4 separate regions of the Mus musculus genome follow, and all the other regions are linked to region 3. The links are chromatin contacts, called in public Hi-C and promoter capture Hi-C maps. All regions are on one chromosome and are shown on one strand. The core of a region is the stretch at or near the end of the contact, and the rest is flanking DNA. Distances in the headings are between cores, read along the strand shown.

Evidence for each region. A called contact is a pair of places that touch in the nucleus more often than the background predicts. Capture Hi-C pulls out chosen DNA fragments and counts their contacts.
Region 1: a contact with region 3 is called in a promoter capture Hi-C map of liver, with 3 times the contacts expected there. The contact joins the promoter of Cdk7 here to the promoter of Ptcd2 in region 3. A contact is called at or near these places in 3 of 39 promoter capture datasets (cranial neural crest, liver and pre-B cells), 1 of 484 Hi-C or Micro-C datasets (CD4 T cells), 2 of 115 datasets of contacts at active chromatin or transcription factors (astrocytes and cardiomyocytes) and 1 of 9 other capture datasets (liver).
Region 2: a Hi-C map of CD8 T cells shows a contact between it and region 3, with 6 times the contacts expected there. The contact joins the promoter of Utp15 here to the promoter of Ptcd2 in region 3. A contact is called at or near these places in 3 of 39 promoter capture datasets (embryonic stem cells, erythroid cells and liver), 6 of 484 Hi-C or Micro-C datasets (CD4 T cells, CD8 T cells, embryonic stem cells and 1 more), 1 of 115 datasets of contacts at active chromatin or transcription factors (thymic regulatory T cells) and 2 of 9 other capture datasets (adipose tissue and liver).
Region 4: a contact with region 3 is called in a Hi-C map of regulatory T cells, with 6 times the contacts expected there. The contact joins the promoter of Btf3 here to the promoter of Ptcd2 in region 3. A contact is called at or near these places in 3 of 39 promoter capture datasets (the C10 cell line, erythroid cells and liver) and 3 of 484 Hi-C or Micro-C datasets (B cells, CD4 T cells and regulatory T cells).

Annotation. Positions count from the first base shown.
Region 1 is chr13:100,728,509-100,733,053 of GRCm38.p6, forward strand. It overlaps Cdk7 (cyclin-dependent kinase 7), which reads right to left and starts at 2,434. Exons shown (of 12, transcript NM_009874.3): 1 at 2,266-2,434; 2 at 1,950-2,009. The coding sequence starts at 2,331.
Region 2 is chr13:98,261,594-98,266,235 of GRCm38.p6, forward strand. It overlaps Utp15 (UTP15 small subunit processome component), which reads right to left and starts at 1,399. Exons shown (of 13, transcript NM_178918.3): 1 at 1,282-1,399. Ankra2 (ankyrin repeat, family A (RFXANK-like), 2) reads left to right here and starts at 1,483. Exons shown (of 8, transcript NM_001271388.1): 1 at 1,483-1,883; 2 at 4,558-4,642.
Region 3 is chr13:99,343,372-99,347,932 of GRCm38.p6, forward strand. Ptcd2 (pentatricopeptide repeat domain 2) reads right to left here and starts at 1,307. Exons shown (of 10, transcript NM_026873.2): 1 at 1,193-1,307; 2 at 1-34. The coding sequence starts at 1,298. Mrps27 (mitochondrial ribosomal protein S27) reads left to right here and starts at 1,415. Exons shown (of 11, transcript NM_173757.3): 1 at 1,415-1,504. The coding sequence starts at 1,432.
Region 4 is chr13:98,314,306-98,318,740 of GRCm38.p6, forward strand. It overlaps Btf3 (basic transcription factor 3), which reads right to left and starts at 2,662. Exons shown (of 6, transcript NM_145455.3): 1 at 2,320-2,662; 2 at 1,925-1,993. The coding sequence starts at 2,445. It overlaps Gm9828 (predicted gene 9828), which reads left to right and starts at 2,811. Exons shown (of 4, transcript NR_137279.1): 1 at 2,811-3,304.

The DNA of each region.
Region 1 (4,545 bases), core at 1,184-3,683, 1.4 Mb after region 3:
ATTTATTTATTTATTTATTTTGAGACAGGGTTTCTCTGTGCAGCCCTGGCTGTCCTGGAACTCACTCTGTAGACCAGGCTGGCCTCGAACTCAGAAATCCGCCTGCTTCTGCCTCCCAAGTGCTGGGATTAAAGGTGTGTGCCACCAGTGCCCGACATTTTTGTTTGTTTGTTTGTTTTCTGTAGCTGTCTTCAGACACCAGGAGAGGGCACTGGATCTCATTACAGATGGTTGTGAGCCACCATGTGGTTGCTGGGAATTGAACAATGATCCTCTGGAAGAACAAGCAGCTGAGCCATCTCTCCAGCCTTTTACTTTCTATTTTGAGACGGGGTGGGGTCTTACTAAATTGCCTGTGCTAGCCTTGAAACTTACTCTTTAGCTCAAGAAGGTCCTGAACTTTATGTATATATGTCTTTAAGGGTGCACAAATGTAGGTGTAGGTATGTATGTTTGTGTGTGTGCACATGCAGGTTAGAGGCCAACTCAGATGTTTTTCCTCAGACACTGTCCACCTTGTTTCTGTGAGAAAGTGTCTCTCACGGGCATCTACCACGTAGGAAATGCTACATGGAGGCAGCCTCTGGGATTTGTCTATCTATCTCTACCTCCCCAGTTCTGGAAAATGCTACCATTTGATTCTCTTGCTTCAGCCTTTGGAGTCGCTGGGCTTACAGAAATAGGCCACCACGCCCAGCCAAGGCACTTGCTACCAAGCAAGGTCTCAGTCCCTGGAACCTACAAGGCATAGAGAGAGGCTCTCTCTGCAGTTGTCCTGGATCCTGCATATGCCCTGTGGCACACAAGCGCCCCCACCTGAAAATATTAATACAAAAATAATGTCTTAAAATAAAACAATGATAGTAACAGAATCACTGAAAAGACAGCAAGCCAAATACTAAATGAATGAAAAGGGGAGGCTGCCAGATGCGAGTGTAATTCTCCATACTTCAAAGGAATTGTGAGATTACAAAGGAAACAACAGATTCAAAGAAGCACAGAAATACAGAGCTCAACCACAACAGGCCCTGAGTTCTATTCGGAGTCGCAGAGTCACCATGAGCTGGCTATAGATGTCAGCAGAGGAACGAAGCTCAACCAACTGCTCTGTTCTAATGCCTCCACATTCCTAGCTGTGCGACCCTCAAGTCATCTAACTAGCCTCAGGTACCTCAAAGGGGAGGCAAAGACACTTTACCTATTTCACGGACTATTTGGAGGTTAAGTGGGGGAAGAAAAAAAAAATAGTCAAAAGTGTTTGGCACACAGGAAATTATATCAGGGTGTTGTTAATGAATTTAAGTTTTAAGAATACTTAAATCTTTCTAGAAATTACACTATTATCAGTATTGCTGATGCCAATGAAAACCTTCGTGTATAGATAACACACCTTTAACAACCTTTGACATGGAAAGACCATGCCATCCAAAAGGACTGAAGAGACGCTGTCCTTGCCTCCATAGCCAACAACCAACTTTTAGGGGATGAAACGTTTTAACTTGAACAAAAACTGTTTCAGCCCGAGTTCCATCTTGAAACACAGGATACTAATAAATACTACTGTCTATAGAGTTCTTGTAACTCCTTCAATCAGTGTGACTGTGAGCAGTAAGATGAAGCCGAAGGTAGCCCATGTCTGTAATGCCCGGCACTCGGGAGGCAGAGGCAGAAGGATTTCCACGAGTTGGGAGACCAATCTGGACTCCATAGCAAGACTATCTCACAGACAGCCATCCATCAACTGTTAATGCACGGGCATTTACTCTCTAAGAGTTGCCTGGCGTGGTGGAGTACGCCTGCAAACCTGCAAACCCCCCAAACCCCCAAACACAAAGCAGAAGGGTTAAGGCTCGCAGCAAGTTCTAAATAGCGAGGTCCGTGCCAGCAAGGGCTACGTGGCAAGCAAGACGCAAAGACTGGAGAGGAAACAACATAAAAAGGCAACTCACTTTCTTAATGGCGACGATTTGGTTGGTGTTCTTGTCCCTGGCCTTATAGACCGTCGCAAACTAGAAAGGGGAACAGTAACAAAGTCGTAAGAGGTCTTTCTTTACCTGCTGGTTGGTTTTTGGCCCTTCCCCACCTCCCCCTTTTAAGAACAAAGAAGCCCTGATTCTGGAGGGGACTGGCCACGGCCTGCTACGTGGTCTGGAGGCCTCTTCTTCAGCAGGGAAGAAGCAATTCAGGGATGGTGACAAGGGGACCGAGCAGCCGGCGGTGGCCAGGCTGTGCCTGCCTGCGCGAGAACTCAGCCCCAGGCCTCACCTGTCCCTCTCCGAGGAAGTCCAGTTTCTCATAGCGCTTCGCTCGAGACTTCACGTCCACAGCCATGCGAGTGAGAAACCAGACCCGGGCACCCAAGCTAAGCCCTCCACCCCGCAGGAATTTAAAGCGTCCGAAAGCTGCCCAACAGCTACTTCCGGTCGCTGGACGCACACGACCTACGGGTCCCGCCCATACTTCCGCTGTGGGCGGGGCCAGTCCTACGGAAGCTGAGTTGGGCCGCGAACCCTGCCCTTCCCCGCTGCCACGTGCACACAGTACCCGGAAGCTGTGCTGTCCTAGACTGCAGTCAGTGTCCATTTGTTACTGGATTTTGTCTTTAACGTGGATTTTTTTTTTGCTTCCAAAGATGATAGGCCAGGGTTCTGACGTGGTATTTCTAAGTTCGGAATGTAGCAGAAGTGTAAGGGCTTGCCCTTGCAGCTGTCTTGCTTTGCGTTACTGTGTCGCCTGAGTCTCTATGGACACCAAACCCCTCCATTTGTTTTGTTTTGTTTTTCTTTTTGTGCATGTTTTTTTCCTCCCCCCCCCCCCCACTAATTTATTGACTTATTCTCTTTACATCCTGATCTCTGCCCCACTTCCTCCAATCGGGTACCCCTCCCCGTCCCACCCTCAAGTTCTTAAAGGCTGATTTATGAAGAAACAGGCCCAGGAAATCAAAACCAAGTCCTACTGAATGCTATAGAATGAGCCTTTGGTCTTATAAAAATTTGAAACTAATGATTTAAGAAAAACATACAGGGGCTGGTGAGATGGCTCAGCAGATAAAAGCACTGACTGCTCTTTGGAAGGTCCTGAGTTCAAATCCCAGCAACCACATGGTGGCTCACAAACACCTGGAATGAGATTTGACGCCCTCTTCTGGTGCATCTGAAGACAGTTACAGTGTAACTAGTTATAATAAAAAATAAATCTTAAAAAAGAAAAAGAAAAACATACAGAGCCTTTACACATAGTAACAGTGTTTGCTATGTAATTAATGATTTCACTTTAAGCCTAGCTGTCAATTACTGGCTCCAGCAATGGTTTCCTTTTGAGTCATATCTTTGTTTCCAGTTTGCAGGGTAGAGGGTGGTTTTGTTGAGGCCTCAATTCCCTGGTGGATTTAAGAATTGATCTTCGGGCTGGTGAGATGGCTCAGTGGGTAAGAGCGCCCGACTGCTCTTCCGAAGGTCCAGAGTTCAAATCCCAGCAACCACATGGTGGCTCACAACCATCCGTAATGAGATCTGACTCCCTCTTCTGGAGTGTCTGAAGACAGCTACAGTGTACTTACATATAATCAATAAATAAATCTTTTAAAAAAAAAAAAGGAAAAAAAAAAAAAGAATTGATCTTCGGCTGGGCAGTGGACTGGGAGGCATAGGCAGGCTGATTTCTGAGTTCCAGGCCAGCCTGGTCTACAGAGTGAGTTCCAGGACAGCCAGGGTTACACAGAGAAACCCTGTCTTGAAAAACCAAAAAAAAGAGTTGATCCAAGGGCTAGAGAGATGGCTCAACATATAAGAGCACTGACTGCATATTCCAAAGGTCCTGAGTTTAATTCCCAGCAACCATATGGTGGCTTATAAGATCTAGTGTCCTGTCATGCAGGCATACGTGCAAATAGAGGACTCCTGATCTCCAAGCCCCTTAATACTTTTGTTAATAAAATTTAAGAGATCCATGCAAGGTTCACCATATCAAACCAAAATTGGGGGCATAATGAAGTTTTGCATTAGACAGAAACTAATCTGACTTTCCAAGGAACTAGCAGCCAGTTCTCCCAAGCTGGCCAGTTTTAGGTAACATAAAGAAGTACTTTAACCCATATGAAAAAGTAAAGTAAGCGTAATTAAGCAATCGGATTCTCCCTCTACTGTTTCCTGTTCTTGTTCCATCCCTACACATCCCTGTCCTGCCAGGCATGGCAGTGCACTTCAGCACTGGAAACACAGGCAGGAACCTTGCAATTTCCAGGAAAGCCTGGCCTACAGTCACACACACACACACACACACACACACACACACACACACACACACACAATCTGTTATTGGTCATTGGGAGTTTTTTCTATAATCCTGGGTTGATTAATACTCAATTCATAAATCACAAAATTCTACAACTACATAACTAACCAGGTTATAATCAGAATCCTACATGCTACAATAAACATGTAGTTAGACTCCACAGTGCTGGGCTGGTGAAATGGCTCAGCGGGTAAGAGCACTGACAGCTCTTCAGAAGGTCCCGAGTTCAAATCCCAGCAACCACATGGT
Region 2 (4,642 bases), core at 149-2,648, 1.1 Mb before region 3:
CTAAACAGAGGAAACTTAAAAGTGACAGAAGAAGAAAAAAAGAAGGAGAAGAAGAATCTAAGTTCTTAACACGAGAAGCATTCAACTGAAGACAGTCGGGAGTATCAGATGGACGATTATATCGACGATACTCTCTGTCCACTCTGAAAAGCCTGCACAGCCGACATCAGCAGCACCAAAGCAATCAGTTTAACTTATTCTAATTGCTATTTTGATGAAGCAGAGCAAACCAAGGTTCATTCACTTCACACTCACTTTTGCTTTAACATACCAGGAATGCCCTTTCACTACGTACTTCCTATTTAAGGTCAGCACAGGAAGTCATTCTGTCCCTCAGAAATCCCTCTCTGCCTTCCAACAGGTGTTCTCAAACACTATCAAGGGCCAGATGGTAAATATTTTAGGTCTGGCCAACCAACCGACAAAGCAGAAGATATTCTATAGTTAATGACATGGCAAGAAATTTTTTCACTAGTACTCACAAACGCATTTGTTGTTGTTGAAAGGAAATACAATTCTTTGAGGTCAAGGCCTATTTCATTTAGTTTCAAGCCAAATCACTGTACATAAGACAGTATGTTTATCTGCAAAAACCATTATTGGCTCACTAGATAAAAACAGGCACCGGAATAGATCTGTCCCAGGAATAGTACCTCCTAAGTCTATTTTTCAAGAAATGAAAGGTTTTCGAGGAAAGAAGTGAGAAGTAGCGCTGGCTTGCTAAGTTACACAAATGAAGAACAGCATTGGCGGGGACGTGCAAGGGAAGACAGAACAAGCAATGAGATGCTATGAAAACGAATGTTAGGAAAATCACTGGACCAAGTCAGGACCTAAGAAACTGGGATTCACGGAATAACAGGCATTACGACACAAGGTGTGATCAAATAAACCCTGAAGGGTACTGAGAACATGTAAGAGGGAGATGTTTAATTCTACCTGGACATAATGTCATTTCAGCGGGGTCTCTAAGCATAATGTGGCACGATGGGCACAAAAGAAGCAGAGCGGAGGTGCAGAGAGGGACGAATACCCAGCCATCCTCAAATCACTAAAACAGAATTCTGTCCTTGGCCTTGGAGAAGAGATTGCTCCAGGGACTGACAGAGGTGGCTAGGAGAGCGACTACAGAGGAGCAAAGCCTGGGTCAAAATTAAATCGCGGAGGCAGATAAGTTCAGTGATCTCCGGGGGAAGCCCCAGAACAGACGTCCAGGATGTCAGAGATCACAGTGAGGACTGAGCAGAGCCTGGGCCGCCACCGGGAGCCGCCATCGCCTACCTCCGCGGGGCCCCGAGGGTCCACCGAGGCACCGATCCCCAGGACGACTCCCCAGACTTCGCCAGCTCCCTACAGCATACCGCTCTGCAGCACTCGCTCAAAATCACGCGGACAGTCCAGGAGCCGGAAACGCGGAGGCGCAGAGGCGCGTCGCGGGAAGATGACGTGCAGCGCAGGCGCAGAAGGTTTACGACCCAAAGAACTACAAGAAAGCGCCCTGGTGGGCGGGGCCCTGGGCGGGGCCCCGGGCCGCTCTCCAATGACCCGGAACTGAGGCGATCCATGGTTCTCCGAGAGGATGGGCTACGGGGCGCTAGGGAAACAAGAAGCGATCCCTGGGAGTCGTCTCGCCTTCACCGAACGCTCTGGGCTTTTTCCAGAGGAGATAAAAGATAGGAAGTGACGTCTGGGCCCGAAGCAGGCCCGGGGCTCGGGACCGATCTGGCTAGGCCAGGCCAGAGCCGCTCTCCCGCTGAGCTCAGGGCGCGTGTACCACCCGCCTGACCGGCCCCTGTCCCCGGATCCGCTCGCCGCGTCGGAGCGGGAGCGGGTGTCACCCCGCGGCCGTAGAGCGGGAACGCCCGCCCGGACACCTGTCGCCCGTGAGACGCCTTTCGTTTTTTATAGCACCTTTGCCCCCACTGTAGGACAATTTCAAGAATTAGGAAGAACCCGAAGCCTCTGTGATTAGCTTCCATTGGGGACTGTGCCCCCTGCTTGCATTATACTCTCCCTTCCCAGGCGTCTGGCTGGCGAGCCTACCCACCCTTTCTTTCTTAACTCTTTCTCACCATCTCTGTCATTTCGTTTTTTCCCTCCCTTGTGCTTCAAGTCTTGGCGAATCAACAGTCTTTGCTTATCTCTGTAATCCAGTCTAGATAACCGTTCCCTTTTCCTTTCCTGTTCTCTGGTCAAAGACTGGTAATTCCGTCTATTGAAACCTATTGTTCTATAGGGGTCCGCAAAGAGGTGACTATTTTAACCCCATTTTAGGAAGGATTGAGTCTCGGGAAACTCGTGATTTGCATGTCTAGCACATCGAATTAGTTGGTGTTGAAAATAAATTATCAGACCCAATTAGAAAATATGGGAAAGAAACTGTAAAAAAAAAAATTGTCCAAATTAAGATCAGAAAATATGAGGCACTAGGTAGGTTTTGTGTGCGGTGGCTCCTAAGAGTGATCTTAAACCAGGTGAGGGAGGTGGTACACACCTTTAATCCCAGCACTCCGGAGTCAGAGTCGAGGCTACAAAATAAGTAAGACCTCGTGTCAAAAGAAAAAAGATCTCCATCTGGCAGTTTTTTCCCCCTTTAATGGGAGCTTGAAAGGAAGTTTTCAAGAGAATAGCACTGGACATCCCCTGGGAGAACTGGGGAGGAGAGGGGGTGGAGTTGCGGCTCAACCCACACGTGCCTAGAAGAAATTGTTCTTTCCTTAGAAACAGTTCCCATTGAGTGCTATAAACTAACTTTCTGTTCCTGTGGCCTTCTGACAAAATGTAGCAACTTTGTTATGTGATACTTTGTGTGACTGTAGTGTCTTCATGTCTCTCCTGGAAGTTTTGTATTCTTGTATTGCTGCTTACTTACTGACCTCAGTGATGGAGTTGATAGAGCAACATATGTTTCTCCGGATTCAGGAGCTTTCTTTTTCCACTGAGATGAATGTTACTCACCCATTCTACTCAGAAGGCCGTGATAAGGACCAGTGGTTTTTAAAAAGAAGTTTTTGAGATAAAGTCTCTCTATTAAGTAGCTCTAACTGTCCTAGAACTTACTGTGTAGACCAGGCTGACCTCAAACTCCCAGAGATGTGCCTGCCTCTGCCTTCCAAGTGCAGAGCTTAAAGGTGTGTGCCCCTCACACCTGGCTTGTGTAATGTTTCTTGTGTGTATGTTTTCAGGGCATGACTACTTAGTATTGCATGACCAGTTGCTGGGCTCCTTTCTGGGGAGGACTATTTCTCCTGCTCTCTAGTGCTCCACCATACTCAACAGGATCAGTCTTTTGAAATGGTTTTAAAGTGCTGCAGTGGTCATACATTACTGATTCGTTTCTCTCCTAATTCCAGGCAGTTCTGATCATCACACACTCAGTTCCCTTTCAAGGTGTCCAAAGGGGCAATATGCTGTCAAAACAAAAATTCACTGGATCTTCAGTTCTTCCTTTTTCAAGTGACTGTGTATTTGGGACTGTCACATATCCTGTGACACCAATCCATAATCTACATATTTCTCATCAAAACTTACAACAAGTTGCTTATGCTTTCTCTGAACAAACACTGATAAATATACTTTTAATTCTTAACAAAATACATTTTGTAGGGCCAGGGAGGTGCCTCAGTGGGTAAAGCCACTTGCTGCCCAGCCTGATGACTTGAGTTCAGTTCCTGAGACACACATAATAGATGGGAAACCCCAGATCCTGAAATGTATCCTCCTCTACATGCATGCTGTGGCCCATGTGTGCCCATATACATGCGAACAAAATAGATAAGTGTAATAGCTCATTTTTAAAACAAGTCTGTAAAGTGCTTCACTGTCTGAATCATGGGTATGATAGAAAACAGTGCTGGTCAACCTGGCTACAAGTTGGTTATACCTCAGCTCAAATTGAGAAGACTTACAGAAATGGCATTTAAAAAAATAAATCTCACCGTGCAATGGTGAGATTCACTTTTAAAACAAAAAAAATTAATCTCAAATAATGGCCTACTGTCTTAGCATAAAAGTTTATTTTCTTTGGTAGCCTGATCTTTAAATATTTGGCACTAGTCAACTATAGAAGGGGAGAAACTAACTGAAATGTGTTTTGACAGTGTTGGAGGTGTGCTGTGTTCCCTGCATCCTTTCCCAGGACCCTGTACATAAGCGGCAGCATCCTTTTTGTCTGTTTTTTGGTTTTTGAGACAGGGTTTCTCTGTGTAGCCCTGGCTGTCCTGGAACTCACTCTGTAGACCAGGCTGGCCTCGAACTCAGAAATCCGCCTGCCTCTGCCTCCCGAGTGCTGGGATTAAAGGCGTGCACCACCACACCCGGTGTGCATCCCTTTTTACACAGGACACTCTGTCAGGCTCCGCAACTTGTACACACCACACAGCTAATAAGCAAATGGCAAAGCCTTGGTTCACAGGCAGATCCCCTACCCCTGAATATCCTGTGCATCCTGTTAGGAGGCTTACAAGAGCAGTGTTTGGGTGTGGAGTTAAAATGATTGTGTATGTACATTTATATAAGTTACATACTACCATAAATTTTCTAATTTTTTACTTTCAGATATTTTAATATCCCAATTCCAGGAAAATACTGGATAACACCTTTGAGAAAAAAAAAAACAAGAAATCATGAAGAAGTGTTTTAA
Region 3 (4,561 bases), core at 57-2,556:
TTCACAATGTTATCTGTGAGTAGGTATCTTTTAGCTAAAAAGTAGAAAAAGAAAATAAAGTCATTTTGATTGCTCTCCCCCTCCCCCGCAGCAAATAAGAGCATGGTTGCCTCTAAAGGATCCATCCAGAGAGGTACAAATACTATATATCCCTGGTGAGAAGCAAACATCTCCAGTCAAGTATTGAATGCAAGTCTTACATTTGAAAGAGGTAGGGATTGATGGAGTGTGAAGACTGGTTGACAAGATGAGCTATGAAGAACAAATGGGCATTTGCTATCTAGTTGGGGGCTAGCAATGCAGACACCTACACACACACACACACACACTGCAGACACCTACACACACACACACACACACACACACACACACTTTTGCTTGGTTTATTTTGGGAGAAACATGAAATATTGGGAAAAGCTATATCATGACTTCCAGTTTTGAAACTTCGGCACTGAAGATAGCCTTTCAGATCTGGACTCAGTAACCCTAGATCAGAAATCACTGACCACAGATCAGCAAGTCTGGAATGTACCCTTCTGCATCGTTGGCTGTGCATGAGATAAAAACAGATGAACCGTGCACTGAGATCTGACACAGTAAGGTAGTAACAAAAATAGTTGTTTATGAAAAGGCAGTCCTGTGACGCTGTCAGATCTGGGTCTTTAGTTCAAATACAGCATCTGCCAGCTCCCTGTGACCTTGGGCGAGTGACAACCTTGTCTACTTCCTATTCTGTAAATGAAGAAGGGTACCTCTGTCACTGGATGCTATGTGTGTGTGTGCGCGCCCACATTATAATAATTTTATTATCAATAGCAGTCACGCCTTCAGAAAGGCGGTAAGGAATAATTTGGGGGATGAGGACGCCTGCCTCGAGTCTTTGAGAATGTAAGCAGCACAGCTTGGGTTCCCATCTCTTAAACTCCGCACCAAAACCTTGCAGAAAAGGACACCCGACGACTGAGGTATGTTCTCGAAGAGCAACTTGGACCTTTGCAAGTGCAGTCCCTAGCTGCCCTTTGCTTTCCAGGCACAGAGCAGAGGGGTTCACAGTCCGGAAGCAAACCGGGCTGCTCACGCGTGCAGCAAAAGGGAAAGGGCGCACGAGCCTCCTCCAAAAAGAGAGGCCGCGGTGGGCTCACGCTCCCTTCTCTTCCACCCTCCCTCCTTCCAGGCGTGCGGCCGCTCGTACCTCCGAGAGTGCAGCGGCAGCAGGCGGAGCCTGAGCCCGTCACCCCGGGATGCAGCGAAGGACGCGGCACCCGCAGGCGTTCCAGGGGCCGAAACACTGTAGCCATGTTGTTCCGGGCCGGGCTGCACCATCTGCGGGACCCGGGCAGGGGGGACCTCTGAGGTGGTAGGACCACTTCCGGCGGAGGCGGGCTCTGTGCCTGTCCCCCCACGCCCGCCTTCCACTTGGTGCGCTCCAAGATGGCGGCTCCCATGGTGCGGTGTGGGATGCTCCTGGCTCGGCGACTAGACGCGTCTCGCCTTTGCCTCGCAGGTTGGTGGCTGCTGCCTTGGAGCTGCAGCTCCATTTAGGCCTCCCAGCACGCTGTTTATTGAAGGAAGGGGGTGATGGGCTTCCAGGAAGCGCATAAGTGCGTCTGGGATCCGGTTGCTAGAGAAGCCGTTTAGGGTATTGGTAACCCAGAAAGGAAAAATAATCCCTCTTCTTTAAGGCTAGTACCCGCCATTCCAAACTTTTGAAAAGTAGGGGAAGGCTGTAGCATGAGGTTCTGCGTATGTCTTGCAAGTTTAATGTATTAAATTAGTAGACTTCTTGGTGATCATGAAAAACCCAAATATGTTCACTCCGTGGGCTAGAACAGTTTTCTTCCCCTGAGATTTCTTTGGAGGGTCATCAGGCAAAAGTTTTCCCTCACTGCCTTGTACTTGATGACCCGAACCCTTGGTCTTCATCTCCTGAAAGAATTTTTCAACACTAGCCTCACTTTACCTGGTGACCTTGGCCACAACTTCTGCCTGACATTTCTTTTTTTTTTTTTTTTTCCACCAGTAGGTAAACAAGCAGAGCGATTTGATGGCTTGAGTTGAATCACATAATCACTCAAAGCCTTTTTAGGGTACCTAATGGTGAAAATACGTTTTGAAGTTTTTGCAAAACCCGAGTTTGTAGTGCTTACAATCTCGTAATCCTTGAAGATGTGCCAGATAACAGAAGTAAAATGAACTAACCACACTTGGATGTTTGCAATGCTGCTTGTTTTCAATCAGACTCCCTTAACACCAGTCACAAAAAGAGAAGCAATGCTCACTTGCTCTCACTCCTGTAAGTGTACAGCCATTTAAAAACTCCACAGTTGTCCTCAAGAGTTTTCTAAAGATAAAGTGTTTGAACTACCTGGCAAGAACACTTCATATCACACATTTGACAAATTGATACGAACAATATTTGGCACTAAGAGTGCTTTGTAGAGCTATTTGGCATATTTAATTGTGATTGGTAGTAAATTCTTTGAAGTTTCATAAGACCCACACTAGTAGATACAGGAGAGTAAGTTGGTTGCTTATAATGGCTGGGGCAACTATTGTAACAAAGGAATGGAAACTACACAGAGCAACTTGAGAGAACCTTTACTTTGGCAGTTTATACTCTGAAGCTATCCCAACTTGGTAGTTGCTAGTACTTGTAGCTATTTAAATTTAAGTTGAAGATAAATAAGATTAAAAACTAAGTTTCTTCACGGCAGTTAGTGTTTTATGTGGTCAGTACATCCATGTAGCTGATGTCTTTTGTCTTGGACAATTTAAAATGTAACATTTTTATTTCTACAGAAGTTTTTTGGACACTGCATTAGACCACAGATGGAGGCTATAGGAAGGCAATATAAGTACATCAGTGTATAAATACCCTAATTCAAGTACTCAGCTTGTACAAATTCATGACAGATGAGTCAGTATATGCAACACTTTAAGACTTCTACATAGTCTACTTAAAATAGGATGAAAGAATACAGCCCAAATGATCAAAAAGATAGAAGAAAAATGAACTGAGATAGAGCAACAACAGGTATGTGAAAAGGACAGGGGAAGGAAACTTACTGGGTACCATAATTCGTAGACAGGCATTAGTGAGCCTTAACCACCCTGCTGATAGGTGGTATCCCTCATTTTGTGTATGATGAAAAAGATACAGAGGTGTATGATCTGCCCAATCTTCATAGCATTTATTATTGGCACCACAAGGGCTAAAAGTTAAATTGTGCTGCTAAAGCTTGTCTATTTTCACAATCACATTATTTTCTTATTTTAAAAACAAAACAAACAAACAAAATGCTTGGAGACATTTTGAATGGCACGTGCAGAGGGGGACTGGCAAGGCCCAGACCTAAGCCTGTGAGTCTGAAGACTCTTACTCATTCAGATGTGTTTTGAGCACTTTGAATGTTGTTACTGGGTTACTTGTCGGATAAGTAGAATCTCTCTGCAATCTGGGCCTACAGAGAAACTATCTGCATTTTAATGAGACTCATATGCATAAAAAGTTTGAGAGTCTGATCTAGATCTTCCACTTTGTGTCCATCTCCTTTCATCTTTTGCCCCTGGCTGTAGAAATTCTTTGGTTGTGACGTTATTAGAACCTCAGCTTGTATGCAGTGATGGAGAAACCTTTGCTCTTTATGACTTTATGACACGCACAAAGCATCATAGAAAGATGTGTGTGTGTGTGTGTGTGTGCGTGTGTGAATGCATGCTTGCATCGTGCTTTTATGAATGCATGTATGTAGAGGCTAGAAATCAAAGTTAGGTGTCATCCGCAGTCACTCTTCACTGACATAAAACTCAGGTTGTAATCCTTGTGTGATCTGTTATGATCTCTGGGTAGCTGCCTTTTATTTTAGAGTTCCTTCTCTTCACATGCAGTACAACTCACTCACTGAAGTACACAGTTGTGTGACTTTCAGCATTGTGCAAGCATCTTTCCAACCAACTCAGGATGTTTTTATCACACTCTATATCTCTTGTTGCTAGTCACTCTTACTCCCTCAGCCCCCGTCCCCAGTTCTAGGTGACATGTGACCTGCTTCCTTTCTTTAGATTCCCCTATTCTAATGCTTCTTTTAAGTGGGACATAATTTGAGGCTGGTATCTTTCACTTACCATAATGTTTTCAGGATTCTTTTTTTTTTAAAGGTTTATTTATCTATGTATGTGAGTACACTGTAGCTGTCTTCAGACACACCAGAAGAGGGCATCAGATTCCATTACAGATGGTTGTGAGCCACTATGTGGTTGCTGGGAATTGAACTCAGGGCCTTCGGAAGAGCAGTCAGTGCTCTTAACTACTGAGTCATCTCTCCAGCCCAGGATTCTTATTTTTAAATCGCTAAATAGTGTTTCATTACAATGATATACCAAGTCTTGGTATAAACTCTTTGCTTGCCGGCCAGTGGTGGCGCACGCCTTTAATCCCAGCACTTGGGAGGCAGAGGCAGGCGGATTTCTGAGTTTGAGGCCAGCCTGGTCTACAGAGTGACCAGGACAGCCAAAACTATACAGAAAAACCCTGTTTACAAACAAACAAGCAAACAAATAC
Region 4 (4,435 bases), core at 1,412-3,911, 1.0 Mb before region 3:
CTTTCTCAACTCTCTCCCTCTTCCCTGCATTGCTCACCCCCCTCCCCAGCAAATTTCTTCTCCCCTCGAAAAGGGCTCTTCTCAATCACTCAACAAAAGGACTTCACAAACATCTCCATTTTTTCTAGATTTTATTGTTAGTCATATTTTAAAATCCTATCAAGTCATCGTCCAATCTGTCTTTCCTCAACTCTGCACTAAATGCATGACATGCTATGTTACTTCCAACTTTATGTAGACTATAAACAAACTTTTACAACAATAAGAACCAGGAAAATTTTAGATTATAAAATACAGACTACCACTTATAGATCTCACACATTTCACAAATGTAGAACTTAAAAGATTGTCAGTTTTTCCATTAGACACTGAAAAGGGTCTTGAATAATATTCACCTAACAGCATGTGAATCTTACACTACTTTTCTCTAAGGCTACATTCACTCATTCTATAAGTAAAGTTTCTTAAAAGGTACAGAAAAAATGTTCCCATATTATAACTGGAAACATTGTCTTAGCTTAACAAAGACTAGATACAAAGTATCCCTATGAGACTGACTTGGAAGGCTTTCATTTTCCATGTATTGATGATGCTAAAACATAAAACCCAGTAATTAAAGAGGAACAACCTTGCACACAAGCACATCACTCCAGAAACTAAAAAGAAAGAAAACAAGCCCAGCTTTTTCCTAGCACCTGAAGGCTTCTGCCTTAAAATTAAAAGGTCGAGAAGCATCTAAGGTTAATGTCCTGAGTGCAAACTGAAGACTACAATTGCCAGCAAAGGCAAACAGGATGCTTACTGCTGGTGCCAACTCTCCTAACTTATGTTATGTTACGTTCCACATTTCCTTATCTCTCAGAAGACTACTGAAGATTTACCTTCAGTAAAAGTTAAAGTTAGAACAATTTAATAGGTAATAAACTTGTACTATGGAAGCTCCACAGGTTTCTCGGAGACTCCATGCTTCAACCTGTTAAACACCAGGAATGTGCTAACTCGATACTTGAAACTAAGGAGCTCTTCATCTGGAGTGGACCCAGCACCAACACCAAGTTCAATTCTTTCAGAGCAGAATCCACTTGGAGAAACCAACCTGCCAACACATTTGCATTCTCTCACTGTAGCATAATTACAAAGGTTGAGGAACAAAAGACATGTGCTAAGGTAGGATTTCCCAACCTAACACTGTTCACGAATTTAAATAGGAAGGTATCCTCAAATACCCTAAAAAAGACAATTAGTCTGTTGAGCATTTAGTTCAGAAAGCAATGCAGAAGAGCAGAAGATCTTCATAATAATAATAATAATAATAAAATTACCTAATCATTAAGTAGAACAGGAAAAGCCAATACTTTCAGTTAACTTACTTTTAAAAAAAATGGGGTGGGAATGCAGTTTGGGAGTTGAGAGGTCCTCTAGCATGTACCAAAACATGTGTTGGATCTCAGGACAACTCAAAGGTAACAAAATAACCACCCCCAACATTGTACAAGTCAAGGGTACACGGTACACAAAGATTTGGCAGAGAACATACTTTCCCCCCCATTCATAAAATCCAGTAACATTTGTTTATATGCGCCATAATCCTGAACCTCTTGCAAGCAAGGCACCGTTTTTAAGTGCTATTTTCTTCTCTACTCGATGACCGACCTCACCCCTACTATCTATCTATCTATCTATCTCCTCCTTGTCTCTTAGTATTGGTCTCATTTCCCTTGGATTTGCTAGCTTTGCGAAATGTCCCCTGCCAAGCAAAGTGACAAAAAAAACCCAAAAAACCAACCAACCAAACCAAAAACAACAACAACAACAACAAAAAAAACAAAAAACAAAAAACCCAACAACGTGAGAAATGCAAACGGAACTTTGGAAGAGAGAGAGGAGAGAAAAAGAAAGGAGGAAAAAAAAAAAAGAAACTTACTTTCCCACCAATGCGCACTTGTGCCTGCAGTTTGGCGAGTTTCTCCTGGTTCATGATTGTTTCTTTCATCTACAAAGAGAGAGGAAAAAAAAAAATCCTCAGCCAAGAACAAGAACGGCCGGGCCCCCCCTCCAGCATTCCACGCTCGTTATTTCCCGCTACACTCGCAGGAGAACGTCGTCCCCCTCGGGCTGAGGCCTGGATCCCCAATTCACCCCTCCAGGCTCGCCGGGGCGCACAGGGCCCCTCGCCCCTCCCCCGCCCGGCCCGGCCCGGCCTCGGGCTCAGCCCCACGGCGACCGAGCATCCCCCGCTCCCCGCCGCCCTGCCCGGCCTGGGCCGAGGCCTCGCCACGGCCTGCCCGGCCCGGCCACTCTCCGCAGGCCTCGCGGTACCTGAGACTCCCGTCCTCGGCTTCCGCCGAGAGGGAGAGAGGGCGTCGCTTCGGCCCCGGGCCAGCCGCCCCTGGCTCGCCCTCGCCCCCGAGAGTCCGCCTGGGTGGGAGCGCCCGTCCGTCGCATCGCTTTCCTCAGCTCCGTCCGTCCCCTCCCTGCCTCGCTCCTGCCGGGAAACGCCCGCCCCACCCCCAACTCCCGGTCTCCTCCCACGCCGGCGTCCACGGCCTTTTTTCTGTACCTTGTCGGAGTGGAAATGGCGCCGCGCGGGGAACTAAGGTTCACGCTCAGGGGGTCTCGGGCAGACCAGCTGAGAGAAGGCGCACACACGCGGGGACGCAAGATGGCAGCTAGAGGGAGGCCGGAAGTAACGCGACGCCACTTCCTCCAGAATTCAGGAAGCGGAGTTGGCGTCGCCGCGCATGCGCAGCCGGGGGCCGGTCCGCGGCTGTTTCTTTCCTTTCGTCCAGCGGCGGGCCGGGAGCAGCACCGGAGAGCTGGGACCCGCGGTCGCCGTCCGCGGTCCTGGGAAAGGCCGCGGATAGATCGGACAGTGAGGCTCCCTGTAGAGCTGTGGTTAAATCAGTCTGCCCTGTGGCCACCCCGTAGGGCGTCCAGCTTTGTCCAGTAGGCTGCAGTGTCTGCTCAATGCCGGGTGTAAATAAAAAACTATCGAAATCAGCCAGGCTAATGTTGCTTTCCAAAATTAAGTGACTTGGGTGATGTAGAAATCGCGACTCAGAATGTCTAGAAAGCATGTTCGGAATGCTTTCCAGATCTCCACCCTTCAGCAATTCGGTTTATTCAAGGTTGAAACAGGGTAACAAGATTTGTAACCTCTTAACCCTTCTACACCTCTACCATCGACTCCCTGATCTCGAATCGTCATGGATTCGACCATGAAGCATTCACGATGGAGCAAACTTTACCTTGAATTCTTCCAAGATGAATTTGAGCCTGCGTGCTTGGGGGTAAAAACGTGGCTGTGAGTTAAAGTTTGCCGAACTCCAGCACGAATTGTGGTTGTCGTTTTTTTGTTTTTTTGTTTTTGTTTTTTGTTGTTGTTGCATAATTTGATGGTTGTTTTAAAAAGTGTCTCGATAAGTAATCCTGGCTAGTCTGAAGCACACAGCTATTCTCCGGCCTCAGAGCCCCTCTGTCCAATGCTGGGATTATAGTCGTCTAGCACCATTCCCAGACAAATTTTAAGATAACCTTAGAAAATCCCTATATGAAGATTAAAAAACGAAAAAGAAAAAGAGGTTAAGTGAAAATTCTGTGTGCTTAAGCCTTTTTCCAATCTTAGCTACGAAATGTTTTTGAATATTCCAAAGAGAAAGTTGTGTTAGAATTTTTAGAGAATACAATTTATCCAGAAAAGTTGCCGAAATGAATACTCTAGCTAAAATCAATTTTTTTTCCCCTTGGAAACCTTTTTACACAAGAGTTTCTTGCAACAGCGATGAGTCATTTAAAAAATCGGGAGAGACAACTACGTTGCTATGTAGAAAATTGTAACAAGTTCTTTTTCTTGAAACAACAACAATGTTTCTTTTATCCGAACAAGTAAGTTTGTCTCAGAAAACCATGCTTGTTGTCTACCCTATGAAGTACCTAACCATTCTCCAAATAACTGAGATGAGGCAACAGAATTCAGTGCTACAGAAAATATATAAAACATGACTGTGTTACATATGATGGATAAAAGGTAAAACTAGTTCTTTTTGTTTTTGTTTTTTTTTTTTTTTTTTTTTTGTTGTTGTTTTTCCAGACAGGGTTTCTCTGTATAGCCCTGGCTGTCCTGGAACTCACTCTTTAGACCAGGCTGGCCTCGAACTCAGAAATCCCCCTGCCTCTGCCTCCCAAGTGCTGGGATTAAAGGCATGCACCACCACGCCCGGCTAACTAGTTCTTTTTAAAGAAATGTTTATCTGTAGAATATTTTACTCTTCATATTACACTGAAAGTATGTGAAACTTCCTAATCATGATATTTTCTGAATTTTTACATAAAACTCTACAATATGTAACTGATACCTGTCTCATCTTTTAGGCCTATATTCAAGAAATATGACTTAGTTTCTTTTCCCCTATTCTGTCATGGTATAGAAGACTTG